3 separate regions of the Mus musculus genome follow, and all the other regions are linked to region 1. The links are chromatin contacts, called in public promoter capture Hi-C maps. All regions are on one chromosome and are shown on one strand. Each heading gives the region's core, a stretch centred on a gene start, on an enhancer-like site or on the middle of the called end of the contact. The rest is flanking DNA. Distances are from core to core; before and after follow the strand shown. Region 1 holds the start of Btg3 (BTG anti-proliferation factor 3). Region 2 holds the start of Rbm11 (RNA binding motif protein 11). Region 3 holds the start of Nrip1 (nuclear receptor interacting protein 1).

The links. Promoter capture Hi-C pulls out the DNA fragments that hold promoters and counts their contacts.
Region 2: a contact with region 1 is called in a promoter capture Hi-C map of pre-B cells, with 2.9 times the contacts expected there. The contact joins the promoter of Rbm11 here to the promoter of Btg3 in region 1. A contact is called at or near these places in 3 of 39 promoter capture datasets (hippocampal neurons, liver and pre-B cells).
Region 3: a contact with region 1 is called in a promoter capture Hi-C map of pre-B cells. The contact joins the promoter of Nrip1 here to the promoter of Btg3 in region 1. A contact is called at or near these places in 1 of 39 promoter capture datasets (pre-B cells), 1 of 484 Hi-C or Micro-C datasets (the G1E-ER4 cell line), 2 of 115 datasets of contacts at active chromatin or transcription factors (astrocytes and pro-B cells) and 1 of 9 other capture datasets (liver).

The regions. Positions count from the first base shown.
Region 1 is chr16:78,374,115-78,378,816 of GRCm38.p6, reverse strand. It overlaps Btg3 (BTG anti-proliferation factor 3), which reads left to right and starts at 2,007. Exons shown (of 5, transcript NM_009770.3): 1 at 2,007-2,216.
Region 2 is chr16:75,590,260-75,594,961 of GRCm38.p6, reverse strand. It overlaps Rbm11 (RNA binding motif protein 11), which reads right to left and starts at 2,071. Exons shown (of 5, transcript NM_198302.2): 1 at 1,919-2,071. The coding sequence starts at 2,014.
Region 3 is chr16:76,371,213-76,375,914 of GRCm38.p6, reverse strand. Nrip1 (nuclear receptor interacting protein 1) reads left to right here and starts at 2,866. Exons shown (of 4, transcript NM_173440.3): 1 at 2,866-3,043.

The DNA of each region.
Region 1 (4,702 bases), core at 758-3,257:
CCTATCTCAAAAAAAGCAAACAAAGAAAAAAATTACATAGAACATTAGTCATGAGATTTTGAAATTTCCTGGCAGTTAAAAATGTTTGTAACTACCTATTTTGTGAAACTGTAGAGTTAAGAGCTGTTAGCAGTAAAACAACGTCAATGTGATTATTTGTTTTAAACGAAAGCACATCTCCGGGAATAGTCCCACGGATGTATATGACAGCACCCCCTTTAAATTGAGAAATAGCTTTAGTTTCACAATAGTAGAAGTGCTTCTCACAAAATAGAGGCATAGCACACTAGTTTTATAATGGTTTGAGGGTTTTATACTTCTGGTAAAAAATTATTATTTTTGAGGCTCACAAGGCTATAATCACCAACATAGTCTAAATAAAGCTTTAACAATTAGTTCTTGGAATGAATTTATGAAATTCCTAGGCAAATGGATGGACCTGGAGGGCATCATCCTGAGTGAGGTAACCCAATCACAAAAGAACTCACATGATATGTACTCACTGATAAGTGGATATTAGCCCAGAAACTTAGAATACCCAAGATACAAGATACAATTTGCAAAACACATGAAACTCAAGAAGAACGAAGACGAAAGTGTGGACACTTTGCTCTTTCTTAGAATTGGGACCAAAACACCCATGGAAGGAGTTACAGAGACAAAGTTTGGAGCTGAGACGAAAGGATGGACCATCTAGAGACTGCCATACCCGGGGATCCATCCCATAATCAGCCTCCAAACGCAGACACCATTGCATACACTAGGAAGATGTTGCTGAAAGGACCCTGATATAGCTGTCTCTTGCGAGGCTATGCCCCGGCCTAGCAAACACAGAAGTGGAGGCTCACAGTCAGCTATTGGATGGATCACAGGGCTCCCAATGGAGGAGCTAGAGAAAGTACCCAAGGAGCTAAAGGGATCTGCAACCCTATAGGTGGAACAATATGAACTAACCAGGAGCCCCCCACCCCCCACCCCTCAGCTGGTCTCTAGCTGCATATGTAGCAGAAGATGACCTAGTCGGCCATCACTGGAAAGAGAAAGAGTCTTGCAAACTTTATATGCCTCTGTACAGGGGAACACCAGGGCCAAGAAGTGGGAGTGGGGGGAGGGAGGGTTTGGGGGACTTATGGGGTAGCATTGGAAATGTAAATGAAGAAAATAAGTAATGAAAAAAAAAACAATGGTAATCTGCATTTTTAAATTCTCTTTTAATGAGTGTCTTGTGTTTTTCCGGCCTGTCTGACTTATCAGCTGCTTTCACAACACTAACACCTAGCTGCCAGTTCAGCCTAAGGGACGGAAAGATGGGCCTTTCTTCGGAAAGTTTATCTTCCCTCTTCTTATGTGTTTAGTCAAGGCTTAAAAGCTACCCCTCCCCCCCAAGTCCTTGAGTTAGAAGTATCTGAGAAATACAAAGCCTGGCCACTCCACTCATCCATTGGGCCATCAGTGCTGGCAGAGACACCCCGTACTCAACAGGAGGCTGCCACGGTCACATGGAGGCACGAGCTCTGCCAGCCAAGTGTCCAGGTAAGAGTTTTACCCAAGCCATCTCACGTACAGGGAGGCAGCTAGTGACCTCACGACCGGAGGGACTTGGCAAGCCCTCAGTGCCAAGCTCCCCTCCGCAGCCGCTTCGTGCAGAGGTGGGTAGGAGGGGGAGAGCCCATCAAAGCAGAATCCGGATTGAACTTGCCCTCAGGCAGCAGAGAGGCGGGCGGATCCAAGGGAGAGAGCCCCGCGTGGGGAGGAGTGGCCGAAGAGCCAAGAGGAAGCGTCCTGCCCACCCCACTGAGGGAGGCAAGGCCCTCGGGGCTCGCGCAGGAGGCACTGCGACCTCGTGCCAGCACGGCCGTCGGAGCCCAGGCTCTGCGCGCGGCCGGAGGCAGGAGCCGGCCACGCGCACCGGTGGAGGGGGGCGGGCCCGAGGGAAGCCCCGCCCCCAGGGCGCGCGGATTGGTTCTTCGCGGCGCCGGGCCTCTCCTAGTCATCGCCCCTCCCTTCTTCCGGGCCTCGAGCCCCCCGTGGGCCGCGTCGGGACTGCGTTCGCCCTGTCGGCCGCGCGCTCCGCCGCCCGCCAGTCTGGTCGGCGCGCGCTCAGCGGCGGCGGCGGCGGCCCGACGACGCAGCAGCGGCGCTCGCGCTCGGCTCCCCGGCCACGGGACGCGGTCGCACCCGGCGAGGGTGCAGCCCCCGGAGCGGCGGCGGCGGCGGTGAGGAGAGCCCGCCGGGGGTCGGAGTCGGGGACGCGGTGGCAGTGAGGAGGGCAGGCCTGGCATAAGGGGACGCGGCGGGGACCCCCGGGCATCGCGGCGGAGGGAGGTTGGGACGCGCCCGCCGCCACGTCGAAAGCGGAGCGGCCGAGGGATGCGCGGCGCGGAGGGGAGCGGCGGCGGGTCCTCGGTGGGGTTGGGACGCCTCCTCCGGCGCGTGCCACGTCGCCTGCCGCCCCCGGGGAGGCGACAGCGGGCGGGCAGGGGCAAGCCGGTTTGTTTGCACAGGTTAGACGCGGCGCGCAGGCCGTCCACTCGGAGCGCGTGGGGGGCTCTCTCCACCCGCGCCGGGCTGGGAGGGGAGCCCGATCCGGCTGCATCTGGATCCCGCTGGCCAAAGCCGCCCGGGGCGGTCAGGGCCTCTCGGCGCGACCACGCTTGCCGTCCCCTCCACCTCGGCAGCGTCCACCTGGAGAAGTTGTGGTTTCTAGAAACTGCGAGTGGCTTTTTCGTTACTGGGGAGGGGTTGGGGGGGGTGGGGGGTGGGGAGACTGCAAAGTTAGAAACTCCTAGAAGGCCGAGCTCGTGGAACAAAGTAGAACTTGAGGAGCAGCCGCCGCGGTGACGACGTCCTGGGGTGACGTCACCAAGCGGTGTTTAAAATGGGAGCTTTGGGGGACAGTGTGGGTGGCACTAGGCGCCTAAGGTCTAATCCCCCACCCCCGGTCCCCGGTGGTATTCACACCCCCCACACACCCTCCCCCGAGGTTTAGACCTTTCTCTGTGCCTTTGGTACTTCTGGAACACTGATAAGAGGGGGTTAATTCTTAAGCTATTCCATTCCTTCAAACAGAAAAATAAATAAGTCCGTATGACTCATCTTCTGTTACAAACCAAAAAGCAACCGCTAAGTGGTTCTTTCCTTCCTTAATTTTATTTTATTTATTTATTTTTTTTAATATGAAGTTGAGGAAACAAAAAGCAAATCCCCCAAACTGTTAGGTAGCACGTACTGGCCCAGTTGGTGAATGAGAGGGGTCTAGGAATCATTACATTTCTCTAGTGTGAGTCTTCTATCTTGTTTGGAGTGGAGCGTATGCGGCTCCATCTGCGACATCCTCGCCCAAGTTGTGTATTCAGTTTCAGTGGGTTTTGCTGGTCCATCACAAGGTGCTATACATGAAGTATAAAGGAAGCTTCGGAGAGCGGAAGAGGCCTCACACTGCAGGAGGAGGGAGGTGGCACAGCAGTTGTAGTAGACTGAAGTTCTATGTGCCCACCACTGGTGTGTGAGGATTCTATCTACCGGCTGACCATAGCAGTAGAGGGTGTATTAGGCATTCTAAGCATCCAAGAGGAACGTTTGGGTGTTTTCCGTCTAGGATCCGAGTGAGTAGGGCTGCCAGGACAAATCTCAGATACTATATAGAATTTCCTTCACTCTGAGGACCCTCGTTTGCATTTGCACGCAGAGTAAAAATCACATTAGACAAGAAACTTAAGAGAGCAGTTTTAGTAAATCTTTAAAAACCGGTGTTTCTTTTTTCTCTTTCATCTTTTTTTTTTTTTTTTTAATTTATAAGACCAGACTGCCAGACTGTTGTTAAGCTAGTTCACTGTATAGTCAATACATTAGGGCCCGACATTGGCGCCCAGAAAGATGACGTTACTTAGTAAATGTTGGATCAGAATATCTCCAAGTTCCATTCAGCCAAGTGAATGAGCTCATCTCAAAGCATACATATATACACACACACACATATTCAAAAGAACGCCTGATCAGCCTTTCTGGATTAATCAATGATCAATCAGATTTTCTATTTTTAAGAGTCCTTTGATGCAGCTCCAGAATGTAACTGATTATTTCATTTAATTTTTCTGTGAGTGATCCTGAATTGATGCTCTGCTTAATGCACTTTAATGCTCACTATTTCTTGTTTTAGCTCTTTAGGAAAATATACCTATACCTGAAAGAATATGTATAAAAAGCTTCAATGCTGAAAAACTTTCAATGTGTAACAATTTTATTCAAGAGTAATAGTTTTATCTCAGCAGAAAAAGAACCTTGGACTCCCTAGACTCTTGTCTCCTGCTCCTCTGCTCCTCCTGCCTGTAGGCCACCCAGTCTATTTTCTGCCTGTATAGACTCCCCTGCTCTGGACAGTTGTATATATGGCGGAAATTTTAGTGTGGTATTGTTTGTTACCTCTGCTTGCTGTGTTATAGCACGTGTTAGTGCTTCGTTTATTGTAATTACCAGTTCTGTTGTACGTGTAAGCCATACTTTATGTGTCCAGTCAGCATTTGGGGGATATTTGGAGTATTTCTACTTTGTCATGAATAATGTTGACAAGGACCTACCTTCCTTCCTTCCTTCCTTCCTTCCTTCCTTCCTTCCTTCCCTCCTTCCCTCCTTCCCTCCTTCCCTCCTTCCCTCCCTCCCTCTTTCTTTCTTTCTTGAACATATATTTTAGAATTCCTGGGCT
Region 2 (4,702 bases), core at 822-3,321, 2.8 Mb after region 1:
AAAGGAGTATTCAGAAACTTGAAATAAATTATATTAATATAGTAATAAAAGTAAAATGATTTATTCTGCTTTCTAGGTTTTTTTTCTTCTATTAACATTAAGATTTACTTCTATACATATGCCAAAATTCTTATTTCCTGGGTGCTGGAGACTGAGCCTAGAATGTTAGGAATGCAAAGCTAGTGCTGACCACTGAGCAACACTCCCAGTTTTGCCGTATCATTTTCCAAAGTAAAATTCAACGGACTTTTCTGATATCAACAAAGTGATATTATATCACTTAAGCTTCTTTGAAAGTCAGTATGAGACATTTTCAGGGCAGCTGTCAAGTGGTTTGGGGGGTTTTGCTCTTGAATATGTTAAGTCTTTTAAATGATAATCTATGTTAGCAAATTCTCTCTGGGTAAAATGAAAACACAGGCTTACTGCTTGACCTGTTCCATGGAGCTTAAATTTTAATTAAGTGGGAAAAGGAAATCATGAAAAGAAATGAAGAAATACTGTATCTTGCCTTCTGTGTGTACACTACTGATTTGGACCTAGTACTTACTGACTAGAGAGCTGAGGTCTTAGGGGATTTGTAATCCCACAACCCCACTTTCCTCAGCCCTCCTCTACCCCACCCCCACTCCCCGGGGGTTCAGAAGCAATGATTTCTGGAGAGGCTGAAATTACTCCCCTTCCGAATAGTGAATTTCAAATCATATTGGGTCACAAAACAGATAATGGTGTTTATAGAGGGAATACTGTAAAGTGGCAATGGATAAAATAAAGATCTTATGTTTTCTTGTTTAGCATCTATGCGTGGCAAAGAGATTCCTTCCTTAAATTTAGAGATAAGTAAGTCCTTTAAAATTTAGGGGAAAAAAATCACTACTGGTACCCACAACCTCACTCTAGAAATGCATCTCTGTTATTGTGTCCCCGAGAATTTTCTCTTATTTTGAAAGCGGAAGTCACTGTGACTTTTTTTTTTCTTTTTAGTAGCAATGGTTCGCATTATTAGTAATAACAATAGCAGTCCTATTAGCAGCAGCAGCAACCAACAGCGCTGCCTGTAGCTGTTTCATAAAGAGAAGTGTATTTCTGGCAATCACATTGCATTTCAGAGACGATTAATTAGTCCCATTTTACATTTAAGTTCGAGACTCGGATACTGGCCTCACTGCAGACCGCTGTGTTCTCACTTTCAACAGGTTTTATTCTTTTTCCCCTTCCTTATTATTACCTGTCCCTTTTGCAGATACGCATAATCCGTGAAAAACAGTTTTGATTCCCCCTTTAGAGCCCCTTATCACCACTTTCGATTTGCTCTATAATTCTGAGTCATTAACCAATTAGATGAAGGGCTGAAGACAGCCGTCTCTGGCAAGAGGGACCCAGACGTGTGCTCTCCAGTTCTCAAAAAAGTCCTGAAGGTCCGAATATGAAATACAGTGTCATGACTAGGGAATCCATTAAGTTAGTCATGGTGAATTGACTGCCTAGCATTTCAGAAATCACTTGTATGATTCTACAACAACAACAACAAAATGCTCTCCCCATCCAAAGGCTTGGGAGAAAGGGTGACAGCTAGGGAAAGGTTTTCAAGAGAAGTATCTTTCTCGCAGGTGCCATTTTCTAGGTTGGACAGAAGGGTGCTTACTATCCCGTGAGGACAGTGACGGGGTTGTTTCGTGTTCCCGCAGCACATCCAGGGCCCGGAGAGGCTCCGGGAGTCCTGGCCTGGGGCTGCCAGGGTGGGGGGTGGGGGGTGGGAGGTCGTTGCCCACCCGGGGCTGCAGAGGAAGGAGAGTACGAGCCGCTCATCCCCGGCTGCACACTTGCGAGCCTAAGCGAGGGAAGGGAGAGCGGAGCTCCGGTGGGGCGGGGTCCCGGGGCTCCGCAGCCGCCGCCCGGCCTTCCCCGCGGACGGTACCTGAAGGAACAGCTCGTAAAGAATCTCTTCCCGCACTCGGGCCTCTAAATTGCCCACAAACACGGTCCTGTCAGCCTCCTCCTGAGCCGGGAACATCCCTGCGGTCCGCAGCCAGGGATGGAGGAGGTGCCGAAGCCCCGCCCCCCTCGCTCCGCTTTACTGCGCGGCTCCGCCTGGGCAGCGGAGCCCGAGGCGGGCGCGCGCCAGGGGCGGGGCGTGAAGTCACGCCCACCGTCCCGCGGGACCCGCCCACCACCTCGCAGCCCCGCCCTCCCTGACTAGAAAGACTGACTTACTGACCTGAGGGCATCAGTCGTCCACTTGGCACAGTGCTTCTACCTCTTTATGAACAAGATTAATGGGTGATTTTAGTTTGCTTTTTTTTTTTTTTAAGCAACGTTGGAAATACAATGACTAGGAAGTTGATATTCAGATTGACTAACTTCAGTATCGACGTGCCTAGGGGGAGATATAAAAAATTAATTTGCTTCCAAAGAGTTAAATTGGTAGATCAGTAACGCTGTGAAGTTAAGTTATAGCATGAAAAGAAATGTCTCCGTGTATGGCTACTGATACAAGAAAAGACTAAAATTAAAGTTTATTTAGCCTTTAAGTAATACCGAGATAGGTCTTTGAAATTTTTCTGTGGGCTCTGAAAAGGGCACTGAACTCAAGAAAACACTGTGTATAAATGAGTCATTAAAAAAAAAAAGTTCCCGAAAGGACCTTGGAATCACCCTGGAAAGATCATTCAGTAATGAGAACTTGATTTGGTCTTTGTTTGGTGGAGTAGTAGGAATTCATTTTGAATTCAGGAGATGTACTTCTGCTCGGTTGACTGATCAGAAAATTCCTCTCTCAAGAAATGGAAATGATTGAGAAACTCCCACAGAAATGTCCAACATCATGAGGAGATGCAAATGAAAACTACTTTAAGATTTCATCTTACCGCCGGCGGTGGTGGCGCATGCCTTCAATTCTAGCACTTGGGAGGCAGAAACGGGCAGATTTCTGAGTTCGAGGCAAGTCTGGTCTACAGAGTGAGTTCTAGGACAGCCAGGACTACACAGAGAAACCCTGTCTCGAAAAACAAATCATCTTACCCCAGTCAGAAGGGCCAAGATAAATAAGACAAGTAACAAAACATGGTGGCAAGGCTGTGGGTGAAGAACAACACTTATCCATTGCTTGTGGGAGTGACAACTGGTCCTGCCATTATGGACATCAGTGTGGTGGTTCCTTAGAAAGGTCTACCTCAAGGTCCAGCTATGTGACTCTTCAATATGTGCCCAAAGGATCCTACTACAGAGGCGTCCCTGTTTGTCGCTGCTCTATTCGTGATAAACAGAAATTGGAAACAGTCTAGATGTTCACGAATGGATGAACAGATAACGAAATTAACACAACGGAATATTATTCAGCTGTGAAAAAAAATGAAACTAGGGGGAATTTCAGGTAAATAGATGTAACTAGAGGCAATTATCCTGAGTGAGGTAACCCGTACACAGAAGGCAAATTAGATACTGTGTGTTTTCTCTTATATGTGCCTGTGAGCTTTCAAGCTAAGAGTCAGGCTAGTAAGGGAACAGTAGAGAAGAAAGGATTTTACAAGGAAGGGGGAGTAGAATGTAGTGTTATCTGGTGAGATGGCTCAGCAGGTAAGAGCACTGACTGTTCTTCGGGAGGTCATGAGTTCAAATCTCAGCAACCACATGGTGGCTCACAACCATCCTTAATGAGAAACAAATAAAAAACCCTATAGGCCAGAGCGAGCAGTGCTGGAGTGAAAGGGAAGTGGGGAAAAGGGGGGAAAAAGAATGTAGTGTTATTAAGAGGTAAAGAAAAAGCCAGAATAGGGAAAGGCAAGAGAGCAGGGCAAAGGAGCATATAATTGAGGGGTAACTAACAGCTAACACCAACTGAGAAACCACCTAACAACCTACTACTGTAGGACCTTGCTAACCCTTTTTCACATATGTGAAATGAATTTAAATTGTCACCAAATGACAGGTGAGACAATGCTTCACCTAGACGTCTCATGTCACCAAGTAACCTTCCCCCCCCCCCCCATATAGGGATGGATTGCAGGTTTTGGAGTCATTGAGCAAAGGGGTTTCCACATCTCCCCCCCCCCCCAAAAAAAAAAATCACAGGCTTTTACCAAGTTTATTGATTTCTCACCACAGCTTGATAAGGTCCTATTGACATTTATATCACCAAACTCGAAGCTTAGCTGCTACCCAGCTAAAAGCTTAACCCCTTCTGAATAGCATTCACAGTACTAGAAGTTACTCGCTGGACTACCAGAGGAAAAAAGTAATTTCACCCAGCTACAGACCCCGTGACCTACAATCATGAACTATCCACAATATATACCGGTGCAACCATAGCACAAATGTTATTGAAGTAACCAACCGTTTTTTGATTGGACATAAGGACCACCTCCTGAGATGGGACACAGATCTGACACTGTTACAGTGGGCAAGAATCCGAGAATAGCCCATGGACCCAGGGAGAGACATTTTACTTTTATTTTGCTAAAGAAACATAGCGATAAAATGACTCCAAATGACATGTTGCTGTACCCATCGACCAGTGGCTCCTTCCAGCCTCATCAGAGAAGCCCTTTCTTTGTAGAAGATGAAAATCCATCTCCCAGAGATCCACAACTGGGCAATGAGCAGAGAGTAAGAGACTTGACAAGCAGTCGGTTCTAAATTGAGGTTTTTCAAACCCAATCTGCTTGAGACTCATTGATCTATGAGGGAGAGGTGGAAGAAAGAA
Region 3 (4,702 bases), core at 1,617-4,116, 2.0 Mb after region 1:
TGTTTCCAAGGATCAGATTCAGGTAGCCAGGCTTATGCGCTAAGTGCTTTTACCTTTGAGCCATCTTACTGTCTCAGTACTGATTTTCTTTCTAACAGAAAGAATAAACTCAAAATGATCTTCTCACAATTAGCAATTCTACATAAGCTATGCAGTTCATTCAACACACGTGTGTTATCAAGAAGAGTCCAGGATTTTACTTATTACATTGGGTGGGGGTGGTCTGCTTTGGTATATCGTCTAATATATAGCTGTTGGAGTTTTAGCACTGATACTGGGCAAGCAGAACAAACGAGATTTAGCTTGCTGGGGCAATCTCGGAGATCTAAAACCTCCTTAAAAAGTGAGAATGTTTTTCAGAGTGACACTTGAGTGGGCTCAAATATCTGTCTCCACGTCTGTCACTGCAGCCCTCCATGGGAGCTTCACTCTCCTACAGGCCATTTATTACTTAGCTTACCTTTATATTAATTGTGACAAGCTATCTGGACTCTCAATGTGTTCCAGAGAAGAAACTGCCAATCAAAAGAGAAGGAAATGTTTGCCTACTGGTAAGAGAAGCTTGAAATACGGTGTGTGTGTGTGTGTGTGTGTGTGTGTGTGTGTGTGTGTGTGTGTTGCAGGGGCTTGAACCCATTGCCTTACACTCATTAGTATCTCTTTGCTTCATCCTTATCTCAGTTTTACAAAACTGGGTCTCCTTTTGGAACTTCATCCTTGCACTTGCTAAAACGTTCTAGAAGACCTCCACCTTCCCACTTCCTGTCTCAGCCTCCCAGTAGTTGGGATTACAGGCCAGTACCACCTTGGCTAAATGAAAGCATTTGTTGAATCTGCTATAGTCTACCACAACGATGCCTTTTAATAAAACTGACATTGAATTTAAAAAAATGGCACATTAAATTGGGATACATTTAGAATGTCTTTGTATAATATTTACAAAAAAAAAAAAAACTAAAGAGCTAATAAGTTACAATTATGCTGGTCATTTAATTTGCAATTATTTGCTTTTTGTCAATCCCGGATAAATGATGCCGGACAGGTAATGATGCCTGGGATTAATGCTGCCTTTACTAATTTGCTTTAAGCAGATTTTGAACTGCGGCATATGCGAGTGCTATGCTGTTACATGAGATTGACACTACCTTAGATGACAACAGATTGCATAGGTGAGTCACTAGGAGGACAGATAATAAGTATTTTAAAATGCACCATCATCGCCATTAAGGAAAATATTTCCTGCATGTGCTCAGGACTGTGCTAGAATATAGCTTTATTAAGAATTGATTTGAAAAATTGCCTTTACTTTAAAGATTGGGAAGATACCCCAGACGTTTTTCATTTGAAAAATCCGAAAAATAGCTATAGAGCTATTATATAACAGTAAAGAATACGGTTGGGTCACTTGGATAATTTTTGGTTTTGGTGTGCATCAATAACTGCTTCCAAATGCTACCGAAATTCTTAAGGATATGAAAACATATGAGAGTAGAAAGCTTCATCCACAAAATTGTCTTAGTAAGTATTTTAAGGCAGGGATAGCACTTCAGAGTTTAGGGTGAATCGAAGATGTACTTTAGCCTTTTTTTTTTTTTTTTAATGTCAAACAAAAACAACTTCTGCAACCACAAGTCTTCCCGCAGGTAATTCTTTTCATGACTAGAGTCAAAAACAAACGAGACAGAGACATCTGGGGTAGGGGGAGCGTTAAAAGGAGGCTTCACAAGTAAGATATGAAGGGAGTAGAGAGAATAGGTTTTAAAAGCAGAAAACACAAGGCGAGGAAGAGATCATGGTTTCTTATTTTTCTCTCCTCCCTCCACTTTCTCGCCTCACCAATCTGTTAGCCCACCTCAAATTTAGAGGCGGGTTCAGCGAGACCAGGCTGCAGGAAACCCAAGTTTCCCTGCATTGCCACCCTGGCTATATGATGTAATTGTTATTTATTGAGACTCTGAACCCAGCAAGAGCTGCTTTAAAGAAGTGACAGCCCATCTCCTAGTCCTGTTGGGTCAGATCCTTCCTGGGGGTGGTGCAGTTTGGCGGGCAGACCCTGCTGGAGACTTCGCAGTGACAAAGCAGCAGAAGAGAAACCAGGTTCCTGGGTCCTGCGTCCGTCTAGGGAGCTAGCTGTGCACTCCTCAGGTCTCCTTTCCAGTTTTCCGCTTGGAATCATGCCATATTTATCACTGGGTCCTACTAGGTGCTGAGCATGGGGTCAAAATGACCTAGAGTTATACAGCGCCGCAGCTTCCGGGATTTGAGCGGGACACAGATTTTAAGGAGGTGGAAATTGAGGGTGGGTAAAGGGCGCCAAAAGAACGCGTGTTTGTGGGGTGAAACGGGAGAAAGGGAGACACTTAAGGTGCCAGCACGTAGGCTGGGGAACCTGGGGTAGGATTAAGGTGCCCCGACGCCCCTGTGGTGCCCCCAGCGTTTGCCCCGGCACGGGTGACATGGGCGATCGCCTGGCCCCTAGCGGGGAATCTGTCCAGGCGGCTGGCTGGACGGGGCTGGGAAGCCAGGGCGCCGGCTCGGGAAGCACAGCACCCCCTCCTTCTCCGGGTCCAACCGCGTCCTCTCTCTGCCTTCAAGGCCGATCAGTCCCGGACCCCCACCCGGAGCACCGGCGAGGAGGCCTGCAGACGCCCGGTGGGCTCCCCGGCTCCGCCGAGCCTCCGGGTGCGCGCTCGGCCCGGGTGACAATGGGAGGGAGGGGCAGAAAAGGGTTAAGAAACTTGGCTGAAGAGCTGAATGGCGTGGAGCAGCGAGGGGAGGGACCCGGCCGCCGCGAAGTCGGCGGCGGAGGGAGGAGCGCGGCTGCGGCGGGCGGGCGGCGAGCGAGGCGCTCAAAGTCAGCCTCGCAGACATTGCAGCAGAGCCCCGAACTCGGGAGGCGACGGCGACCGCGGCGCAGGCGGAGGACGAGCCGGCCCCAGCCCGCCCGAGCGCAGCGCCCGTGGCCTCGCGCGGCCGCAGGGCACGGCTAACCTGGGAAGGAGGGAGCGACGCGGATCGGCGGCCCGGAGCCGCGGCGGCCTCGGTGAGTGGCAATCGCGGCCCGGGCTCCGTGCGGAGCTCGCGGGAGCGGACGCCGCGCCGCCCGGGCACGGCCTGGGTGCGCGGCCCGTGGAGGCGGCGGAGGCCGGGGGAGGCCCGCGGGGAGCTCCGGGAACACGGATCCCGGGGACAGCCCTCCGCCGCGCCCCGCTCCGGCTCTCCCCTGGAACTCGCGGGCCCGGCCGGCGCAGCCGCCAAGTTGTGGAGTTCCCAGCCGCGGGCTCGTCCGTGCCAGCCTTGGCGCGAGGGGCGCAGCCGCCCTGGGTGTTCTGCGCCGGGACCCACGCGGGTGGCCGGGTCGCGGGGCCCCGGTCGAGCTCGCCCGCCCAGCTGCCCCCGTTGGCCCCGAGCCCCGGGCGCTGGCTGCCGCGCCGCTCGGTCCTGCCGCCCAGCGGTGCTCTCGGTGGCGCCCGCGCTGCTCCCCGCCTATCGCTGCCGTCTCCCTTGCGCGGTGCTCGCCGATCCCCGGCCGGGAAAAGTGACTCGGAGAAGGGGCAGCACTGAGCCCCAGGCCCGGCCTGCTGGGCACGAGCTCCCCGCTTGCCGAGGGAGGGCGAGGCTCCTTGCACCCGAGGCCTCAGCCCAGTTCCCCCAGCATCCGAGAGGGGGTTCACTCGCATGAGCCTGGTAAAGTCCGGGGAGACCGCTCTCCTCTCTGGTGCCACTGTCCTCCTTTAATACTATTGTTGTTAGAAGAAACCCTCTAGCGTGCAAACATTCCCCAGACCCTCCTATCCCTTTCCAAAGTACTTTCCAAATTTTAATCAGGAGTTGATATTCAGACTGAAGGAACAAAGGAATCCACTGTGTTTAAAAGGCGGACAGGCAGAGAGTCTGACACATGTTGATCTCTAAGGCATTCCAGGAGTTTCTACCTTCCATCATGTCAGTAATTTAACTGGATTCTGGAGGTCGTAAACGAAAAACGGAACGTTAGGTAATTTCACGTTAAAATACTTTGTCGTCGTCGTTGTTGTTTTAATTAATGGGTCATTTTAGTTGGGGGAAAGTCCGGACATGATTAGGTGCAAGAACTTTTAACTCATTTTTTTGTGGCACCAGGCTGGAGTTTGTCTGCTCATGTAAGCTGATTGTGACACTGAAGGAAAACCGTGTTTTTAGAGAAAGAGAGACAGACTAAAAGTAAACCAAGATTGGCATGTCTGTCTGTCTGTCTGTGTCTGTGTATACGAATACATGCTTAAATGATGTGTGGTCTGTGTTTCTTGGGTTTTGTAAAGCAGGGGCTTTAGTAATTCTTTAAAGTTATGAATTACATTGAACCCGCTTATTAGTGAATCACAGGTTTAGCAAGTGGGCGGCATCTTCCAGATGCAATTATCCAGTGTTTAATCATCAGGTTGCCACCTTTGTCTAAGAGTGAAATAAGTCGACTTTTTAAACAAACGGTGCTTCCTATGCACGGCCCCTAAGAGTGGCTGCTGTCTGGAGTATGTTGAAATCTTCCACTTCCAAGTGAGTTGCCCTGGTTTTGCCCAGCAGTTTGGTAATATCCAACAGGGTTTAATTGATTCAGGGACTTCAAAACCAACAGGAAATTTCTGTACAGGACTTAGTTACTGTAGACAAAGAAGGAGAGTCAGAATTGTAGCAGGCAGTACCTGCAAACCAGATACTTACT